Regions from separate parts of the Mus musculus genome. Here regions 1, 2 and 3 are each linked to region 4. Evidence: chromatin contacts called from public ChIA-PET and promoter capture Hi-C data. All regions are on one chromosome and are shown on one strand. The core of a region is the stretch at or near the end of the contact, and the rest is flanking DNA. Distances in the headings are between cores, read along the strand shown.

Evidence for each region. Promoter capture Hi-C pulls out the DNA fragments that hold promoters and counts their contacts. ChIA-PET counts read pairs in DNA pulled down with a chosen protein or histone mark.
Region 1: an RNA polymerase II ChIA-PET map of memory CD8 T cells shows a contact between it and region 4, with 32 read pairs. The contact joins the promoter of 2810013P06Rik here to the promoter of Zfpm1 in region 4. A contact is called at or near these places in 3 of 39 promoter capture datasets (fetal liver, liver and pre-B cells), 1 of 484 Hi-C or Micro-C datasets (regulatory T cells), 2 of 115 datasets of contacts at active chromatin or transcription factors (memory CD8 T cells and pancreatic cancer cells) and 1 of 9 other capture datasets (liver).
Region 2: a contact with region 4 is called in a promoter capture Hi-C map of stem cell-derived epiblast-like cells, with 6 times the contacts expected there. The contact joins the promoter of Cdh15 here to the promoter of Zfpm1 in region 4. A contact is called at or near these places in 3 of 39 promoter capture datasets (embryonic stem cells, pre-B cells and stem cell-derived epiblast-like cells), 1 of 15 datasets of contacts at CTCF or cohesin (embryonic stem cells), 7 of 484 Hi-C or Micro-C datasets (B cells, the G1E-ER4 cell line, cerebellum and 1 more), 3 of 115 datasets of contacts at active chromatin or transcription factors (T-cell acute lymphoblastic leukemia, embryonic stem cells and pancreatic cancer cells) and 1 of 9 other capture datasets (macrophages).
Region 3: a contact with region 4 is called in a promoter capture Hi-C map of pre-B cells, with 6 times the contacts expected there. The contact joins the promoter of Cdk10 here to the promoter of Zfpm1 in region 4. A contact is called at or near these places in 4 of 39 promoter capture datasets (the C10 cell line, embryonic stem cells, liver and 1 more), 3 of 484 Hi-C or Micro-C datasets (B cells, CD4 T cells and embryonic stem cells), 7 of 115 datasets of contacts at active chromatin or transcription factors (T-cell acute lymphoblastic leukemia, embryonic stem cells, large pre-B cells and 4 more) and 2 of 9 other capture datasets (adipose tissue and embryonic stem cells).

The regions. Positions count from the first base shown.
Region 1 is chr8:123,041,317-123,044,016 of GRCm38.p6, reverse strand. It overlaps 2810013P06Rik (RIKEN cDNA 2810013P06 gene), which reads right to left and starts at 1,442. Exons shown (of 1, transcript NR_045268.1): 1 at 1-1,442. It overlaps Ankrd11 (ankyrin repeat domain 11), which reads left to right and starts at 1,733. Exons shown (of 13, transcript NM_001081379.2): 1 at 1,733-2,068.
Region 2 is chr8:122,847,002-122,849,760 of GRCm38.p6, reverse strand. Cdh15 (cadherin 15) reads right to left here and starts at 1,387. Exons shown (of 14, transcript NM_007662.2): 1 at 1,232-1,387. The coding sequence starts at 1,273.
Region 3 is chr8:123,223,495-123,226,194 of GRCm38.p6, reverse strand. It overlaps Cdk10 (cyclin-dependent kinase 10), which reads right to left and starts at 1,354. Exons shown (of 13, transcript NM_194446.2): 1 at 1,227-1,354. The coding sequence starts at 1,313.
Region 4 is chr8:122,280,835-122,283,710 of GRCm38.p6, reverse strand. Zfpm1 (zinc finger protein, multitype 1) reads right to left here and starts at 1,570. Exons shown (of 10, transcript NM_009569.4): 1 at 1,189-1,570. The coding sequence starts at 1,228. All of the region lies in intron 1 of Gm39269 (a long non-coding RNA gene), which reads left to right. RefSeq lists an enhancer at 713-956.

The DNA.
Region 1 (2,700 bases), core at 193-2,692, 760 kb before region 4:
ACTTTGTTTATACAGACAAACAAAACAAAACACCCAAACCCTCTACAGAACTATTTCCAGGAAGGCCAGGGCTCCACAGAGAAAACTTGTCTCAAACAAACAAACAAAACCCCAAAAGTCAAAAACAAAACAAAACAAAGAAGTATAAATATTGATTTTAGTCACTTAGCTTTTCTGGTTCACAAATACACAGATGCTCTTTAAATAGGACAAGGCTGGAAGTTTGACTACTTAAAACTTTTTTTTTGTAGATTTTTTTCTGTGCAGAAGCGTATTTTTTTTCTGTGTATATGTATGTGTACTAGTGCATGTTTGGGGAGCCCCTAGACAATGTTAGATCTTCTAGAACAGGAGTTACAGATGCCGGGAATCGAACCCAGATCCTCTGGAAGAGCAGCCAGTGAGTGCTTTTGACCGACAGGTCATCTCCCCAGGTCCCATTTACTTTAAAAGATTTATATGTAGTCTATATGTGTGAGTACTCTACTCGGGTGTGAGTTCCTGAAAAGTCAGAAGATGTCAAGTCCTCTGAAGGTGGCTGTGAAGCTGTCTGAGGTGGGTGCCGAGAAGGGCAGCACGTGCTCTTAGCCGCCGAGCCATCTCTCCAGCCCTGGTTACTTGTTATTTTATATTTTATTATATTATGAAATTGGCTTTCACTGTGTAGCCCTAGCTGGCCCGGAACTCAGAGATCCAGCCTGCCTCTGCCTAAGTACCGGGATAAAAAGCCTATACCAACATATCAGACTCGTCACAATTACTTTATGCATTTTTCTGAGACAAAGGTTTCATGGAACTCAAATCTTGAACTCGAAATGTTCACAACAATGTACTCTGAGCTCCGGATACGCCTGTCTCGGTCACTACAGCGCTGGGATTCGAATTTTTAGCTCGTTTGCAAACCAAATCACTACTAACGCAAACCATCATTAAACTTTTTCCGCGTTCTGTAAATTCAAACAATCAGGCACATGACGATGCGACTTTGCTGCCTAGCTCTGAGGTTCGTCAACCTTTTTTTTTGTTGTTGTTGTTGTTTCATGAACCATCGCGGTGAAGTTCTGGAGCCGGGGAAGGGAGGCGGCTGAAGCGCGCGCGGTGTCTAAGGAAACCTCCGGGCAGAGTCTGGAGCTCACCACATCCCGGTTGCTAACGTGGCTCACGGGACTCGGAGCGAAGCGCAGTCCAGGAACACCTCCAGGAAAGAGCCGGATCGCGGGTGGGGGCCGAGGCCGCCTTTCTCCTTCGCGGCCATCATCCCGGCTGCCTTTGCTCCTGCAAGAGCCTCCTGCCGGCTAGAGACACACATTCTCGAAGCTCACACAGGCTCACAGGCGACACACGACCTCGCGTCCGCAGCGCAAGGCCAGCCGGTACAAGCCGGCTCCCACCTTCTGGCTCCTTCGACAACAACCTTGTTTCCAGACCGCGGCCTCATCACTTCCGGCACCGAGTAGGGCCAATCGTCGTGTCCCGTGGCAGGGAGGTCAGCCAATCCAGCGGCTTTCTCCGCCTGGGTCTCCTACGCACGGATGCCAATCATTCCCGGACGTCTCCCTAGCGCCGCCCCGTGCCTGTTACGGAAGCCGTCGGGCCGTCTGAGCCCTTTCACCCCGGCATCGCATTTCCTCTCCGACGTGACGTAAGCGGCCCCTGCCGCTCTGCGGGGCGGGCCAATGGCGGTGGCGGATACGGCGAGCCAATGGGCGGGAGGCTCTCATGCGGCCGGCGCCCGCCGCAGCCACCGCTGGGTCCTGGAGCCAGAGGCCGCCCGCGACAGAGCGCGATGGACCGAGGGCCCCAGCCGGGGAGGCGCCGCGGCGGAGTCCGCGGCCAGACGCCCCCGCAGTAGCGTCCGCGCGAGCGCCGCGGCCCCGCGTGAGCTCCTGCACGCCGAGGGCGGGCTTGCATCCCGCCGGCCCCGCACTCGCCGCAGCCTCCAGCCCGCGCGCCGACGCCGCCTTCCCGCCCGGGCCGCGCGGCCCGGGAAACGCGGCCGCGGGCTGCATGGGCAGCGCCCGCGCCCCGCCGCCGTTCCGCCGCGGAGCCGCGTCGCCCTCGGAGCCGGGTGAGAGGCGCCGGGGACCTGGGGGGTGGTGGTCGGGGAGGGCGTCGGGCGTTCCTGCGGCCTTGCGGCCTGCAGGCCTCCTCCGCTGCCCGCCGCCGCGGGTGCCCCGGGGCGGGCCGTGCGCCGCGAGAGGCCGGTCGGTGGGCCGCGGGGGTCCTGCGAGCGACCATGAGGGGCCGAGGGCGGGCTCCGAGGCCGGCCTCGGGGCGTCCCGGGGGTCGGGCGGCCGAGAGAGGCTAAGGAAGGGCTCCGGGGTGGGCTGTGGCGGCCGTGAGGACCGAGGGCGGGCCTTGAGCGAGGGTCGATGGTGCGTTAGTGGGTCCCGGGACGCTGTGAGGACGACGGCGGGCTCCCGGGAGTCCCTGGGGTCCTCAGTGGCGCGGGGCGCCGACCTCTGACCCTCGGGAGGGGCTCCGTCGCCGGGCTGGTGGTAGTTGTTATTCCCAGCGTCCCTATTATTATCGTGTTTTGAAATGGGAGCAGGCGGCCCTCGGGCTGCGAGCCGAGCCGGAGGGGGCGGGCGAGCCGGGGACCTGGAGCTGCGGGGTGCGGAGGCGCGCAGGCCCGAGTGGGGGCAGGAATGCGGGGCGGCGGGGGGCGTCTGGGGGAGGGGAAGGCGGGACTCGGGGGGG
Region 2 (2,759 bases), core at 138-2,637, 570 kb before region 4:
GGGTGCTGTTACTGTAGCCAGTGGGGAGCAAATCCCAGCCCAGGGTATGGAGGGGGCTCTGATGGGTCAGGGCGTTATGCACAAGACTGGGGTTCTGTGTTGGGTCTTAACTAGCCTAGCAGATGTGCCCAGGTAAGGGAATGTGGGCCCCCAAAGCTGGGGTGTTGCTGGTTGGAAGTGTAGGGCTGATGACCCAGGGCCAGCTGCAAGGGGGGCTCTCTGGCCAGGCTCCTGTCAGCTGCCGAGAACTGAAACTTGAGTAGAGTTGCAAGGCTTTGTGGGAATTTGAGGGAACCAAGGAAGTCCTGAAGTGTGTTCCCGGAAGGGACGGACCCCCCACCACACACCCATGCAATGCTGGTTGACCTCTCTCCACACACAGCAATTCTTTGTGCTCGCCACCTGTTGCCTCTGGGCGCAGAGGCTGGCCACAGCCTCAGTGCACATCTCTGTGGAAAGGGACCCTGGCAGGGACCACAGAATCCACATTCCCGTTCTGGCCAGTCCAGGACCATTCAGCAGCCAGTCTGAGGACTGCCAACAGCAGGAAAAACTGGGGACCTGGGCTTTACCCATCCTTCTTTGTGCCATGTTAAGAAGACAGGGTACCAGAGACTGACTGATCTGGGGACCACAGATCACTCCATCTCCAGGCGGATCCAGGCACAGCCGCTGGCCCGGTCAGGTCAAAGGCAGTGTGAACTGAGAGTGTGTTGGGCTACTCTGGCCTGGAGTTATTTTCTCTGGATTCTTAGGTCCTGTAGGGAAGCGTTGCAGCTCCTCTAGGACCACTGGGTAGAGACTCAGGCACCACCAAGACCAACCAGGGGCATAAGTGTTACAGACACTGTGGCTTTCTGCCCCTTCTCTCTGCCTCGTGCTCTGGAATAGAAAGACCTCTCAAGACTGGCCACCCTTAGGCTCTGGGAGGCTCCAGGGAGCACCTGTGATATGCTTCCAGACTGAAGGGACAGCCCAATGGCTGTTCCCGTGCCTCAGAGATGCTTCCAGTCCTGAACCATTTTGCTCACTGATGTGCAGGTCAGTCGCCCTCCCTCTGGAAGCCCCTAAACACAGGACACCCCTTCCTACAATGCTTCAGAGAGTGCGGCCCACCCTGGACACTGCAGGCCGCAGCTCTCAGGTTCCCCCAAAGACACTCCAGGCCAGTGGTCCCAGGAAAGCTATCCCAAAGCTAGAGGAAGGGATGCCACAGGGCTTACAAGCTTACCTGGGCAAGCAGCCCGAGGGCGAGGAGCAGAGCAGAACCCATTGAGGCAGTGGCGGAAGAGCCGAGGACAAGTGGCCGACTGGGCGGCCGGTGGAACGGGCGGTGGTGCTTCTTCTACCCCCACGCTGAGAGCATTGGGCTGAGTGACAGCGCAAGTGCTTGGGGAGCAGGCCAAGGGACTGCACGTGTGTGGTGGGGCGGGGCCAGGGCGGGGTCTGGGCAGGGCTAGGGCTGAGTGACTGCATGGGGGGCAGAGTCATGGGCGGGATCAGAGATGAGTGACAGCACATGTAGGTGGGCCTGGACAGCCACAAGAGTGTAGTGTGAAAGATGCAAGGCAGAGCCAGAGCAAAGTGATGGGGGGGGGGGGGCGATCTGAGTGACAGCATATGTGATCAGTGCCTGAGGGAGGCTCTGTAAAGTTTTGAGGTCAGCACATGTGTTGTAGGGGGCTCCTGGACTGAGTGACAGCATGTAGGGGGGCGGGGAGTGGACATTGGGGAAGAACTCAGCATGCCGTAGGCTGGGACTGAGGCCTGTGGCAGCTGTCCAGAGAGACCCAAGCTTGTAGAAGAATGGAGGGAGCCAAGCACAGTAGCCCATACCTTTAATATTAATCCAGAGGCAGGCAGATCCCTATGAGTTAGAGGCCAGATTGCTCTACATAGTGAGTTCTAGGCCAGCCCAGACAATGTAGAAAAACTGTCTCAAAAAACAAAAAGCAAAACCAAAAAACCCCAAAGTGGCCCCTAACCCAGAGGAAGGAGCAGGAGGATTGGGGGTCACGTTTGGATTGCCTGTTCAGGTTTGCTCTTCCAGAACACATCAGAGGCTCCTGAAGGCTGAGTGAAGGGCAAGAAAGACTGGCATGTGGCTTATTCTTAAGGGGTTCAGGCCCAGGTCTCACCCCACGGGCCACTCTGCCTTTGGCCAGAGCTCCTTTGCCTACCCCCTGCATCTCCCGCCACACCACATGTATGCAGCAGTCACCATGATTTTGTGGGATATCTTCTTTGCTGATAGCTTCTGGATGGCCCTCGCTGACATCAGCCGGCCATGGGCGTGATCCTTCTGGCTTGCACTGAAGAAGGCAGGAGACGTTACTGGATCCAAGGCCCAAGACAGGCACGAAGGGAGGGTGCCTGGTCCCTGCTGGTCCACTCCACTGTCCTGGACAGATCCCGCGGGCATTGGTAGAGACTTGGTTGATTTACATACATGACTGAGGTCCCAGTCCCTGACTAGAAAGGCTGCACCAGGCTTGTGCCCATGTTTCCTGAACCCCGTCAGCTTAGCCAGAGTTCCCAGCCCCTTCCCCAGGCAGTGTGTGGCCCAGTGGCCAGGGACTCCAGGCTGGTTGGGCTTTCCCTCCTCACTCTCTCCCTCAGGCCTCCATTGGTCCAGTGGCTTTAAACTACCCACAAGCTAGAGGCTTTCCAACTTGCCTGCGCTCACACCCATCTGACCCTATGCTGATCCGACCCCAATAGATCTGTATCAGCCTGGATGAAGACGTCCAGGTGGCTCT
Region 3 (2,700 bases), core at 105-2,604, 940 kb before region 4:
ACAGATACCACTGGAATCACTTTGAAATACTGAAGCATACTGAAGATGGCCTAAGTATCCCCTCCAACCCAGTGTTCCAAATGTCTGCTGTCTAGTACCAAATGGCCACAAGCCATGGGCACAAACACCTCTGTGCAGGAGAATCCGGCCTTCAACAGGGAGTGCCAACTTTTCATGTGTGAGGTGCCTTTCTAAGTGCATTAGCTAAGCATTCCTTGGGTACAGAAGGACCAGAGCAAGCTTAGGATTCTATTCCACCAGCCCCCTGCTGGCTTCCCGACTCTTAACTGCCCTGCCCTGGGTTCTGTTACTCTGATACCTGATGGCCCCCACGATCCACTCTGAGCTCCCTCCCTCCCTCCCTCTCCTCGAGGATCCCTGTTCACTTCGAAATTCCATTCACCAGGATTTTGTGCTGCCACCTGAGTGTGGTATACCATTCCTTGTCAGATCTGCCCAAATTTTGGCAACACTTCCTGGTCCAAAACAAATGTCAACTCTTCTACAAACTTCTTACAGAATACTCCTTTTCTCCAAAGTCTCCACTATTTTATATCTCGGCTTATTTCTGAGTCCAGGTCTCACTCTGTAGCCCAGGCTCCCCTCCAAAGTGGAGTGACCATCCTGCCTCAACTCCCTGACTGGGATTACCAGTGTGGACCACCACGCAGGACTCTGACATTTTTGACTTAAGGGACCACTGCACACGTGCATTTTCTCCCCCTTTAAGAACGGCTTTCGCAACCTCGGCTTCCAGTGCAGTGCTCTGAGTTAACTAGTTGTTAAGTGTTGTCTCGTGCCTTGTGCTCTGAGGCTCTTAGTTAATGTGCCTTGGCCTCGCAAAGCATAAACAAGAAGTTAAAAATACGTGGGCTGCGGCAAAACCTCTTCCCACCAAACGTCTACTGGAGCAGAAATCGGAGCCCCTTAAGGTTCACCTTCACATCACACAAAAGAGACAAGACTGTGGGTAACGCCAGGTGAGACCCCCGCGGCTGCAGGTGCCACCGGGAACCTCCCACTCTTCTCGCCCTTGGTCGCTCGTCCTCGGTCCCACCCCGCCCCAGCCTCTGGGCTGCCGATTTCTGCCCACGCCGCGGCAAACTCGGGGACTGCCGTTCCCCCTCCGACGCTGGAACCTCAAACTTGAACGCGACACGGAACGCCCCGGTGCGCTTCAGTCTGGCCCTGCCACTCAGCGCCGCACGAGTGGCACCCCGTCGCACCCTGTGTTCTGGAGGCACGGTGAAGAAACCTTCCTTACGGATACACTTCAATCGGATCTGATCCGACTCCAGGTCCACCTCTGCCATGCCCAAGCCGCTGCCGCCCTCTTCCAGCGCGCAGGCGTAACGCCCCTCGGCGCAGGCGCATGACGTACTTCCGGTTTGTTCTGGACTTGGGGACGGAATCCGCTCGGAGCGCAGAGGCTCTGTTGTCTTTTAGCGTTAGATGCAGACACACTTCTACAAAGCTGCTCAAAGTACCATCTGTAGGCCAGCCTGCAGAAGACTCAGATTGGTTTTGATCAACTGGAGGAAAATGCGTCTCTTCCCTGTTTGCCATTTAAGTGAGACCAATTCCAGCGATCAGCCGTGCTTTCTGCCCTTCCAGACCACCACTGCTGAGAGCTATGCTTTCTGATAGTGGTTGGGTACATTCTCCGAAAGCTGGATGTGTGGGAACCCAGTCATTCCCGAGGCCAACCTCGTCCCCATCACTAGCCCAGGACAAGACGGAAGGAAACCTTGTACAGCCCGGGCAGCGTACACGAGAAAATGAAGATAATTAATGTACTGACCACTGGAGAGCAACTCTAGTCCAAGTGGTTCTTGGAGGTTGCACTCACTCAGCTTTTTTTGTTTGTTTGTTTGTTTTGCCAGGCAATAAGAGTGCCCGGCTGCTGGGATTTGAACCTGGTCCCTTCTGTCTGGAGCTCTGCACCCTTAATCGGTGAGCTAGTGCTGCAAGACTTGCACTTAGCTCTTGTACTGAGTAATGAACTCAGAACACCAATTGGCTCTGATCATCTGTGGAGGGTTTATATAGATTAGGAAGATGAATGTTCCTGCTTCTAAATGGCCAGAGTGCAGGTCCATGTGGGCACTATACTTAGGTTAATGCAAGCAGATTAGTTGGTGTTTGGACACAGTGCCATATGCCTGTAATCATAGCACTCTGGAGACTGAGGCCAGAAGATTCTGAGTTCAAAGCTAGAATGGGGTGCATAGCCTATCTTAAAAGGCTTTCAGTAGTGTGTCAATAAATCATGCCGGGCGTGGTGGCGCACGCCTTTAATCTCAGCACTTGAGAGGCAGAGGCAGGCAGATTTCTGAGTTGGAGGCCAGCCTGGTCTACAAAGTGAGTTCCAGGACAGCTAGGGCTATACAGAGAAACCCTGTCTCGAAAAAAACCAAAAAGAAAAAAAAGTCATAAATAATAATACTGTAAGATTTCTAATGGATTGTTTGCTATCTTACATTTCTTTTTAACTTTGGAATTCAGCTTTCCTCTGGGCACACTGTCACCTGTAATTGCAGCAGTCAAGAGGTTGAGGCTGCATGTTCAAGGCTGGCCTGGGCTATATACTGAGTTCTAATCCAGACTGGATTGGATGTGAGACCCTATCCCTGTTTCAGAACTCCAGCTGGGATTGTAGCTCAGTGGTGGAGCGCCTGCCTAGCATTGGGTCAAGTCCTA
Region 4 (2,876 bases), core at 321-2,820:
CACACTTGGTCCTGGTGGCAGTGTGATGTGGACAGAGGAGGTAGCTCAGGCGTCTGGAGCTGGAAAGCCGGATGCCCAGCCCCCCTCCCGTCACCTCCTGGGCAGCCCAGATGACCTGTCGCTCTCGCCAAAGGGAAGCTCCGGGGAGGAAGCCCCGCGCCCTGCCGGGAGAGGCGCGAAGTTATTATTGGTGTGGCGTGGGGAGGAGCTCTTCCTGTGTGCTTACTCGCTCCTAGAGCAGCCAAGAGGCCCCGCAACCTGGTAGCCCCAAGAGCCCAGGAGGGTCTTACTGTAGGGGGGCACGGATGATGTAGGATTATAGGGTCTGCCTTGCTCGGGAAAGTGCCCACGGGAGAACCTGCGAGAAACTTCACTCGGGAACAACGTTTGAGTGCCTGAGGTCCCTGGATGGTTCAGGATAACCCCTCGGATGGAGGTGGAGAGAGCGGTGCCCATGGGCATCCATTCGTGTAGCGTTGTTAGGGGCAGTTGGTGGGTCGGATCTCCACATGTCCCCCAGCAGGCAGAGGTCGGATCGAAAACTCCAGAGCCGGAGCGGATAAAGGGGGTTTGGTCAGCCAGTGCCAAATGCCTAGGTTGGAGCAGCCTCCACTACCTATTCCGCTGCCTTGTCGCTCTGCAGCCAAAGCGCTGCGGTGGGCGCCGGCCGGTCCCCGCAGTCCCAAGTCCCCCTTACTCCCAGGTCTTTCTCCTTCTGCCTCTAGATACAAAGCCTGGGAGAGTCAAGCACGCCAGATAAGATCACAATTTCAGCCCGTCCCGACAGAGCGATCTTATCAGGATGGGACTTGCAGAATGGAATATTTTAAACTTTATCTGAGCCCAGATCGGGGCCGCCCTATCGCCGCACCATCTCGGATGCGGGGGAGGTGCAGGCTGCGAGGTGGCCCGGCTCTGCTGGAGCCGCGCCCCCAGACACTCTCCTTCCGGCTCTCGGGACCCGCCACCCTCTCTGGGGCCCGGACCCCCTGGGTGCCCATGCTGAGACGCGGGGGCCCTGCCCGCCGGCAGAGATTAGATTACGGCGCGCTTGGCACTCGGCGCGGGGGGCGCGGCGCGGGGTGAAGGTCGCGGGCGCAGCGGGGTTGGGCGGCCGCGCAGGGGCGGCGCGGGGCGGCGGGGCGCCAGCGGGGGTCTGGCGGGCACCACGGGCAAAGTTTGACTCACGCTTGATCTGCCGGGGATTGCTCTGTTTCCTCCTGGACATGTCTCCGGCGCCGCGCGCCCTCGCGGCGGCCGCCTCTAGCCCCTGGCGGGCGGCGGCGGGCGGCAGGGGCGCGGCGGGGTAGCGGGGCGGCTCATGCCCCCGGCCCGCGGGCTCCACGGCTGCCTCGGCCCGCGCCCCCAGCCCGCCGCGCCGCGCGTGGGCCGCCGGCGCCGCCGCGGAGGCCCGAGGCCACGGCCCTGCGCTCGGGCGCGCGGACTGCCCGGCGGGCGGCGGGCTGGTGGCGGCTTCTCTGCTCCGGCGCAGACGCCGCCGCCGCCGCCGCTCAGCTTTTCTCAATGGAACCTGCGAGCCGCGAGCGGCGAACCGGCGGCCGCCGCCAGGGCGCTCCCCGCAGGCTGGCCAGGCGGGCGGGGCCTTCGCGTAGCTGGCGGCGGGCCCCGCCTCTCGCCACGCCCCGGACCGTCCTCCGCGGTAGCGCCTTCCCACCCGTGCTGACCCCGCCCTCAGGCCGTCCTTCCCACTGGCCCCGCCCCAAACTAGCGCTCGTCTTTTCTCTGCTTGCACCGACTTCCGCGTACTCACCCAGCCTGGGCCGGGCCTTCTGTCCTCGCGCTGGCTCCACCCCTCATCTGTGCTCCTCGCGCTGACCCCGCCCTTCAGCCGATTCTTCCCACATTGGTCCCGCCCTTCGGCCGTCCCTCCTCGCGTTGACCCCGCCCCTCAGCCGTCCTCCTCACATTGACCCCCGCTCCTCAGCCGTCCTCCTTTCGTCGACCCTGTCCCTCAGCAACCTTATTACCCTGATCCCGCCTATCAGTTGTCCTCCCCACGTTGTCCCTGCCCCTGCCCCGCCCTCACAGTGACCCTGCTCCTCAGCTACACTCTCTTGTTGACTCCCTTTGCTCGTCCTCCTCACAAGAGCACAGCCTCAGCTGTCCTCAAACTGATCCCGCCCCTTTACTAGTCCTTCCCACGGGCTCCGCCCCTGTATTCCTTGCCACCCTGCTGGCCACGCCCACAACCCGCCCTTCCAGGTGCTGGCTCCGCCCACGTCTCCTCCTTCTTTGCCTTCGCCACGCCTCCGTAGGCCCGCCTTCTCCCTGGCCCCGCCTCTGCTCCGTAGTCCTTCGCACAGGCCTGGTCCTTCCCCGCCCCCAACACAGGCCTTGCCCACGTCTGTCCAATCCTCAGCTTTGTCCTCACCTCCTCCGGGCTGGCCCCTGGGCTGGCCCCAGGTCGCGCCGGCCTTGTCCCGAATTCCCACCCTCGTTTCTAGATAGACCTCTAGCCTTCTTAGTTAGTTGTAGTTTCCTGAGGTTATGTCCGCAGGCCTATTTAGGACTTGGAGACCTGTTCTGCCCCTTGGAGACCTGTGCAGCAGCCCCGCGGCACAGGCCCCTAGCTTGTCTGGCCCTGCCCCTCCGCTCTGGAGCTCCGCCCCCATGGCTTAAGTTGTGCTGCCCCTTGAAGCTGTGCCTTTCAGGGAGCCAGCAGTGGGGTCTGGATGCCCGAGGCCTGGACACTAAATTTTTGCTGGACTTTGAAAGTTGACAGAGACTCTGATCCAGAAGGAAGCTTCAGTATGAGATTTGCAGCTTCCGATGACTGTGGGTAGCCTCAAGTGGTTCAGTCTTATGCCTAATTGGAGGGGAGGGGAGGGAACCTCAGGTTTTTCCTTCTTGAACTC